3 separate regions of the Mus musculus genome follow, and regions 1 and 3 are each linked to region 2. A link is a contact called in public Hi-C and HiChIP or PLAC-seq data. All regions are on one chromosome and are shown on one strand. The core of a region is the stretch at or near the end of the contact, and the rest is flanking DNA. Distances in the headings are between cores, read along the strand shown.

Region 1 (2,700 bases), core at 75-2,574, 170 kb after region 2:
ATGATATATATAGTTTCTCTGTAGACCAGGCTGCCCTAGAACTCCGAAATCTGCCTGCCTGTCTCTGCCTCTGGAGTGCTGGGATGAAAGGTACGCACCAGCCTGCTATTGGCAAGTAATTTCAAAGTGTTGACACTGTTGGGGGGGTTGGAGGGGAGATTCATGGGGGTGGGACTAGAGGGGGGGCATGATCTGGATGTAAATCAAATGAATGAATGAATAAACAAACTGGGGGTGGTGGTGGTGGGGTCTGGAGATCTTCAGTAATCCCACCTCTCTGGACTAAGAAATGAGGATCAAGAGTTCAAGGGCAGGTTGAGGGAATTTTTTTTTTAAGTGGTGGTGGGGACATCTTAGGTCAGATCAGAAAAAAGCTCTCTGAGGAGCGGCGAGGGAGAAGAGGAGAGACAGCCACAGGCATGGTGAGCCTGAGATGCCAACAGGTTTGATAGGTTCAAAGGCTATGAAGAGTCCTGGAGGCAGAGCTGAAGAGCCCCTCTGGCAGCAACAGTCTCTGGGGCTCAGGCACTGAGCCAACAGAGGTGGCCTTTCTCTGTCTGGAGACTCCACTCCCAGCCTGCCCCCATTGCTTCCTGTTAACATTAACATTCACCTCGGCTGTTGTTTGTTCTTTGGATCTAGTCATAGACCCTTTGGGGGCTCCTCCCTAGGGGCGTTTCTCCCTGCTCATCCTGCCCTGCACAGAGCTCCAGCTTTGGAAATTGCTCTTCCCTTCTGGCCTCTTGACCTGGCCATGCAATTGTCCACAGCAATGGATGCGCAGGGAACACGGCAGGTCCTGGTCCTTCCCTCACCGTGTGAGTAGCTTTGGTGCAAGGTGGGTCTGGAAAAGCGTGACTTGGGGTCCACAGCACACGGGTCTGGGCCTCCACAGTGATCCAGCGTTCTCTGAACAACAGACAGTTACAGAGGGTGCTGACCCGTGGAACTCAGTCTACGCAGTCAGGAAAGCTGAGAAGCCCCACTATCTGCGTCTACGAGTTAGAGACCTGTTTCCTTTCCTTTTTCGGCTGACAGTGCAGGGCAGAGCCTTGACCCAGGGCCTGAAGTGTAGCTGGCTCCCAACACTGTTGCAGCTGTGGTCGTGCCAAGGGCCTATGGTACAAAGAGTGACCGTGGACATCCCATGCTCTGCTTCTGTGTCCAGGACGGTGACCATGGACGCATCTGCATCCGTGTTCGCAATGAGCTCCAGATACACAGGGATCAACTCGAAATGAGGTCCATGAGCAGGCCCCTACACTCAATCTCTGAGGCAGCAAAAGGGGGAAACCAGGTCCAGGCAAAGGTGAGCTGCAGTACCGGTCTGGACCACTGCTGGCAGGCGCCAGAGGACGCTAAAGAGCTACGGTGGCCCCAGACTTGTCCTGGGTTAGGAGGTGGGTGAGTCTTTCATTTTTACCCCAACATTCACTGACCACTCATTAGACACAGGAAGCCCTGTCACCTGCCAATGACTCTAGACCTAGAGTACCAAGTCCCTTCTTGAACAGGAACAGGCACGCTGAGTCATACATCCACCATGAGGAGCTTGGGAAACATTCCTGGAGGAAACGATGGTTCATTGTGAGGATGCAGAGGTAGACAAGAAGAGAAGGGTGTGTACCCAAAGACCAAAGGCCAAGTGGGGCGTGGCAGTCTCATGGGCTCATGTCTGTGAGGACAGCAGGATGCATCGGCCTAACCTGCAGAAATAGGGCTGGGGACATGGCTCAGGGGGAGAACACTTGTTTAGCACAGGCAAAGCCCTGGGCACAATCCCCAGTACCACGAAGAAGGAAGGAGGAGGAAGAAAAGAAAAAATGAGAGAGAAAGGGAGGAAGGGAGGAAGGAAGGAAGGAAGGAAGGAAGGAAGGAAGGAAGGAAGGAAGGCAGGCGAAAGAACAAAGAAAAAACAAAGAAAGACAGATAGGAAGGAAAGAGGACAAACAGAAAAAAGAACAGACAAAAAAGAAAAACTGGCAGGCAGGAAGGCAGACAGACAGAAATACAAGCTGGGGGGTGGCCCGGTGAGTAAAAGCACTTTCTGGAGCTGACAAGATGGCTCAGCAGGTAAGAGCACTGACAGCTCTTCCAGAGGTCCTGAGTTCAAATCCCAGCAACCACATGGTGGTTCACAATCATCTGTATGAGATCTGATGCCCTCTTCTGGTGAGTCTGAAGACAGCTACAGTGTCTTATTTATAATAATAAACAAGCGGGGCCCACCAGAGCGAACAGAGGTCCTAAATTCAATTCCCAACAACCCCATGAAGGTTCACAACTACAGTGTACTCATATACATAAAATAAATACATCTTTAAAAAAAAAAAAGCACTTTCTGTGCAGGCCTGATGACGAGAGTTTAATATCCAGAACCCATGTAAAAAGCTGGAAGTTGTGTGCTCAACTGTGATCTCAGAGCTCCTGCATCTACAGGAAAGGCAGAAACGGAAAAATTAAATAGAAACTCACAGGGCAGCCAGCCTATAGCACACAGCACAGAAACAAGAGAAAGTCTGCCATAGTACATAGTTTGGCAGGCACATGTACGTGTACACACACATACACACACACACACCAAAATAATAATAATAATAATAATAATAATAATAAATGTAGAAAGAGATATTGGTAGATCAAGTCCAGTGTGATGGCTTGGACTTGAAGCTGATTAAGAAAGACCCGATAGCTCAAGGC
Region 2 (2,700 bases), core at 58-2,557:
AGCCTGGACGGGAGGGACAAGCACTTTATAATTCATTCATTCGAGACTCCGATTATCCTCCTCCCATTTATCGTAAGGAAATCCGCACCTGGGCAGCACTGGCTGGCGACTAGGAATTATACAACCTAGGCTTTAGAGCAGTGCCAGCAGCTGTGACTCCTTCCTGTTTGTGACTGTCTGCATATTGGCCATTGCACACACAGTCTCTGAAATCCTTAACCCTGTGAGTCAGGTCAGGTCTAACCTGGCTCTGTCGTCTTCTAGCCTGGCAAGAGGGTCAATCTGCCTGCATCTTCATCGCTTCAAATACAGCTTAGCCTGACAGCAGCCACGGCCCCAGGCGTGGGACAGGTGTAAAGGCTGCATCCTCTTTCAAGGCTTCAATTTGAGGATGTGGCCTGGCAGGTGGCCGGAGGAATGCTACTGTCACCATTGAAATGGGATTGGGTGCTACGGCAACTCAGGTACCCACCAGCCCGAAAGTGGTGAGGGGGTGTGGGCTCGGGGCCCGGGCCCAATTCCTTTTAGGTTTCCCTGAGTGCCCAGCCTCTCTGGTACCTGTCAGTTTCTCCGCAATGGGTTTGAATTCCTCCGGACTGATGTACATATCCTGGTCAGTGTCCAGCGAGGAAAAGAGAAAGAGGCCATCTGTCCCCAGGACCTTTAATGCCGATTCCTGCTGGGAAGGAAGGAGCTGAGCTAAGCATCACCATGGGCCCCAAACTCTCCATCCCAGTCCCTGAAGCAGGGAGCTGCTTCCTGCTACAGTGGCTCCTGCCATTCTTTTCCAGAGTCCCCTCCACACTTGCCAGCCCATTTGCTCAAATGTCACTTCCCAACAGTCCCAGAGTTCCTTGTCCCCTTTTCAGTCGCGTCTGGTCCCAGCTTCACTCCACGTCTTCATCCATTGTCTACTCCGAGTTCCCTCCCTCCTCTCCCAAAGGCCCGGTCCTACTTTTTACCCTGTCCTGGCCATTGTCCCCTCCGGCCTCCCCACTTCCCCCCTTCCCTGGTGCGGGGTAGAGCTTTGCTCTGCGCCTCTTTCTGCAGCCACTGTCCCCCTCCTGTCCCCTCCGACCTGCCGCGCGGCCGCCTGGGCGTCGGCGAGGAGCGCGCAGGCCCGGGCAGCGGCGACAGCGGCGGCGGCCGCCAGCAGGGCTCCGAGCAGCGCCAGGGCGCGGGCGCGGCGGCGTGGAGGCGCGGGCTGAGCGCCGGGGTCCGGGCTGTGCGGGCGGCGCGCTGCGGGCCTGGCCTGGCCCATGGCGGCGGCTCCGGGGATCCCGGCGGCTGCAGGGAAGGGGATCGCACGGCGCGGGGCGGGCGGCGCGGGGCGGGGCGGAGCTGGGAGGGAGGGCGTCAGCAGGGTGGACTGCCGGCCCATCACTGCCGGGGAAAGAGGGAGGTCCCGAGGGCACAGCGCCTGCTCAGCCGGTCCATAGGCCCTCTACCTCGCCGCTTCCAAAATAAATAAAATAATAAATAAATAAATAAATTCTTTTAGACATCCTTTCACTCTGTAGCTCAGGCAAGCCTGAAACTCGCTGTGTTGTCCAAGCTGACCCTGAACTTGTGATGCTCCTCCTGTCTTCTGAGCCTCCAAGTATAATCACCCTCATCCCTGCGCACACACACAGGCTATGATCACCCTCATCCCTGCACACACAGGCTATGATCACCCTCATCCCTGCACACACAGGCTCTTTCCCTTTCTCCCTCCCTTCCATCCAAAGTTCAGTTAGTTCTGCAAAATGTGTGTGCCATAGTGAAAGAGTGCTGTTGAAATTATGATCTAAAATATGGTTAGGACTCAAAAGAACTCCTGGGAACTGGGGAGAGGACACAGCGGGTTGTTGCAGAAGCTGATCCCTAGCACCCGTGCTAAAAAGCCAGATGTGCCCACACATTATTTAATAGGAAGGTTGAGCAGAAAAACCCTTGGGACTTGTTGGCCAGTTAGTCTAGCCAAACAGGTGAGAGACCCTGTCTCAAAAAATAAGTTGGAGAGTGATAGAGGAAGAGACCTGACATTGGCATAATACGCATACACACACACATAGTACACACATACATACACACACATAGACTCACACACGTACACATATATACATACATACATGAATATGCACATAGACTCAAACACACACATATACACATACATACATACATACATGAATATGGACACAGACTCAAACACACACATATACACATACATACATACATTCATACATACAAACATACATATACACACATAGACTCACATATACATACACACATATACACACATAGACTCATACACATACATATACACACGTACACACATACATACACACATATACATACATACATACATGAATATATACACAGACTCACCCACACATATATACACACATACACATATACACACATACACAACACACATACTCTCACACACATATACACACATATATACATATACACATATACACATACACATATACACACATATACACATACCCACATAGACTCACGTACATACACACATACATATGCACACACATAGACTCACATACATACACACATAATATGCACACACATAGACTCACATACATACACACACATGTATACAATACATACATACATACATATACATACACACATATATATATATACATACACACATATACACTCACATGCATATACATACATACACACACACACACA
Region 3 (2,700 bases), core at 171-2,670, 130 kb after region 2:
CTCCGTGACTACCGAGGACTGTCATCAGCAAGCCTGGAGAGAGGTTGCAGTAGGAGGACCAATGGCAGTCTCTTCACACAGCTGGGGGTGGCTAAGCCGAGGGGAAACGAAGGTTCCACACTCTCTTTTAAGATTTTTTTTTAATTTGTATTTATGTGTATGAGCATGTCTGTGTGCACACTGTGTTTGTGCAAACACCAGTGGAGGCCAGAAGAGGGCGCTGAGCCTCTTGAGCTGGCATTACATGTGCCGTGAGCCCCACAAAATGGATGCTGGGAACGGAACTCAATCCACTGAAAAGCGGCAAGGAAGCTTACCTTCTGAGCCATCTCCCCAGCCACTGGTTCTTCTAAATACTGGTGCTCCCAAAAGCTTTGTCCCCTCCCCTTCATTTCAGGTGCTCCTCCAGTGGCTGGGCACGAAAGCCTTTGACCCCTGGCACACTATACAATGACATCTGCAACCTCACCACACCCAACCTGAAGCTCAGTCTCCAGCCCCTAGCAGAAACAGCTACCTCCATCCCACAAGCTTCTCATGTTTAATGTGTCTAGAATTACCCGAATCTGCCCACCACAGGCAGAAACCTTGGCCCTACCAAATACCACCACCCATCTCAGTCACACCTACCGATCGATCGCTCCCACAATCCAGCACCCTCAGCTTCAACTCCACAAACCCACCACTCCCAATACTCTTTCCTCGGCCCTCTGCACGCATATATAGGACACCTTCGTAGTGCAACCACGGTGTGCTTGTGGCTGCATACAACCTGCATGCTCTACACAGTGGGGGTGAAACCGCACCTCCTTGTCTTCACACCTGGGGCTGAATGAGGTCAGTTCCTAGGAAAGGCTGAACCAGAAAGGAACAGAAGGCAGTTAACATTCCTCTCAACATCTCTCAGTTCAAGCGTGTCAATCCTGAAAAGGTCTGGGTCTGACCTGTTTGGCAACACGGAGCAGATCTGCAAATTCCAGCAGCCACAGGAGGGCAGTTTTTAGGGTAACCGTGATAGGGGGAGAAACAAGACAAACAGCAGCCTTTGAAAGGATGGCAGCCCTGAGACAAAATGAAGGGGTGAAGGAAGAGTAGGCAGAGCCCCAAAGGCCCCCAGTTCCTCTCTCACTTAAATCCTAGGAGGACTGGCGGAGATGGACCCATGCAGAAAGCCTCAGCATCTAATTAAACATTTTAGACTCCACTGCACGTGAGCAAGGAACCTGAGTCCCCCACGGAACCCTGACAAATGAGTCGTTTCCAATCAATCTATCACCATAGCATCTGGGTACCTCGGGAAGATGAAAATAGGAGCGACACATAAATGAAAACCAATACACAAACATCGTCTCCCACACAGGCCTCCAGGAAACCACAGGCAAGGCGGCCATCTGCCAAGACGCCCGCCTGCCCAGCACCGCTTCCTGCAGCCAGCAGCCAGAGTAAGCAGGGCTTAACTCGAGATTTAACAACAGAGAGATCTCCCCCTCTCTGAAGCCTGACTCTCCACTGGTGCCCCTTGGCTGAACGTCCACCCATCCAAGCCGGAAGGAAATCAGAGACGGGCAAAGGAGATGCATTTCTATAGGCTGCATCAGTCAAGGAATTTGTTAGAAATAAACAGTTGGGACAGAACCGAAGAGAGGCTGTGAGTCGGCTGAAGGTTGAGAATTCACAGATTTCTTTCACAGACATGGAGATCTGCAAGACACATCCAGATGCCCCTGCAAAGAACGCTTCCGGGAAGCAACAATATAGTCTTTGTTTGAAACTATTTCTTTCCAAATTTGTTTTACAACAAGTAGATGGGGTCCCCCGTATCATGACAAGTGTGTGGAAGGCAACTCATGGGAGTTGGAGGTCTCGCCTCACACCATTAAAGTCCTGGGGGGTCCAACTCAGGTTGTCGGTCTTGGCAGCGAGACCCTTCAGTAGCTGGCCCATCTCTCCTACTCAGTGGCATCTTCTCCATCCCTCCCTGGCAGCTTCAACCACAGCAGCCTCCATGCCCTGGGTCTGATAACCCCAGTCAGCAAGGCTCAAGGCAGATCATACCCAGCATGGCAAAAATGAGGTAACAGCAAGACTCGGGGAGGTCCCACTGTAAGCAACCCTTCCTCCTGCATTCTGCCAATGACTGGATTTTATAGATAGCAACCCACCCTGCTGACCACGGGCTCTCCAGAAGGCGAAGAAGCAATGTCCAAAGACTGCTCCGCCGACAGAAAAGCATCAGAGACCACCATGGGAGGGCAAGAACGGCCCGCTGCGAGATCTACTCCTAGACAAGCAAATATTTTCATCTCTGCAGTTCATCTGCTCCCCCCACAATGTTTCAGGCTGAACAGGCAAATATTTACACAGCTAAGCAATGCTTCCCTGCCTCTGGGCATGTTTGTAGGAGGAAGTGACCTGAGCCTGTGACAATATTATTCTATAAAGCTCTGTAAAGCCAGGGGCTCCCCTTTGCCCTTCCTTTGTGCCCACTGTGCAAATGAGACTCCGTGGACTGTCTGTTTTTCCAATATTTTTCTTAAAGTTTTAATGAATCCGTGAGATCAAGGGAACCATGTGTGTTCTCAGCTCAGGAAAACTTGGTTTTAATGGAGTCTTTACCCCAGGCTCTCCTCTTCCAACCCCCGGGGGGGAGTCTGACATATAGCCAACTTTCAGCATCCCTCTTAAGCAAGGAAAAAAATG

What was found. A called contact is a pair of places that touch in the nucleus more often than the background predicts. HiChIP or PLAC-seq counts read pairs in DNA pulled down with a chosen protein or histone mark.
Region 1: an H3K4me3 HiChIP or PLAC-seq map of embryonic stem cells shows a contact between it and region 2, with 61 read pairs. The contact joins the enhancer-like site here to the promoter of Selenon in region 2. A contact is called at or near these places in 5 of 39 promoter capture datasets (the C10 cell line, cranial neural crest, embryonic stem cells and 2 more), 12 of 15 datasets of contacts at CTCF or cohesin (CD8 T cells, the G1E-ER4 cell line, the NIH/3T3 cell line and 6 more), 248 of 484 Hi-C or Micro-C datasets (3T3-L1-derived adipocytes, the 4T1 cell line, the 63-12 cell line and 133 more), 56 of 115 datasets of contacts at active chromatin or transcription factors (the 230-238 cell line, CD4 T cells, CD4 single positive thymocytes and 40 more) and 7 of 9 other capture datasets (adipose tissue, bone marrow-derived macrophages, embryonic stem cells and 4 more).
Region 3: a Hi-C map of bone marrow-derived macrophages shows a contact between it and region 2, with 49 read pairs. The contact joins the enhancer-like site here to the promoter of Selenon in region 2. A contact is called at or near these places in 2 of 15 datasets of contacts at CTCF or cohesin (the NIH/3T3 cell line and embryonic stem cells), 9 of 484 Hi-C or Micro-C datasets (the AML12 cell line, the STO cell line, bone marrow-derived macrophages and 3 more), 20 of 115 datasets of contacts at active chromatin or transcription factors (the HPC-7 cell line, PVALB interneurons, bone marrow-derived macrophages and 14 more) and 5 of 9 other capture datasets (adipose tissue, embryonic stem cells, liver and 2 more).

What each region holds. Positions count from the first base shown.
Region 1 is chr4:134,724,582-134,727,281 of GRCm38.p6, forward strand. No RefSeq gene overlaps it. Among named protein-coding and RNA genes, the nearest start is that of Man1c1, 22 kb to the left of the region's middle. Within about 2 kb of position 1,325, at least 31 of the 459 cell types and tissues checked have an H3K27ac peak or open chromatin away from gene starts, as enhancers often do. A contact at or near this core is called in the 4T1 cell line, the HL-1 cell line, differentiating embryonic stem cells and 4 more, where this site is marked.
Region 2 is chr4:134,550,859-134,553,558 of GRCm38.p6, forward strand. Selenon (selenoprotein N) reads right to left here and starts at 1,308. Exons shown (of 12, transcript NM_029100.2): 1 at 1,079-1,308; 2 at 559-676. The coding sequence starts at 1,261.
Region 3 is chr4:134,681,756-134,684,455 of GRCm38.p6, forward strand. The region is part of intron 1 of Man1c1 (mannosidase, alpha, class 1C, member 1); the gene reads right to left. Among named protein-coding and RNA genes, the nearest start is that of Man1c1, 21 kb to the right of the region's middle. Within about 2 kb of position 1,421, at least 75 of the 459 cell types and tissues checked have an H3K27ac peak or open chromatin away from gene starts, as enhancers often do. A contact at or near this core is called in the HPC-7 cell line, PVALB interneurons, adipose tissue and 3 more, where this site is marked.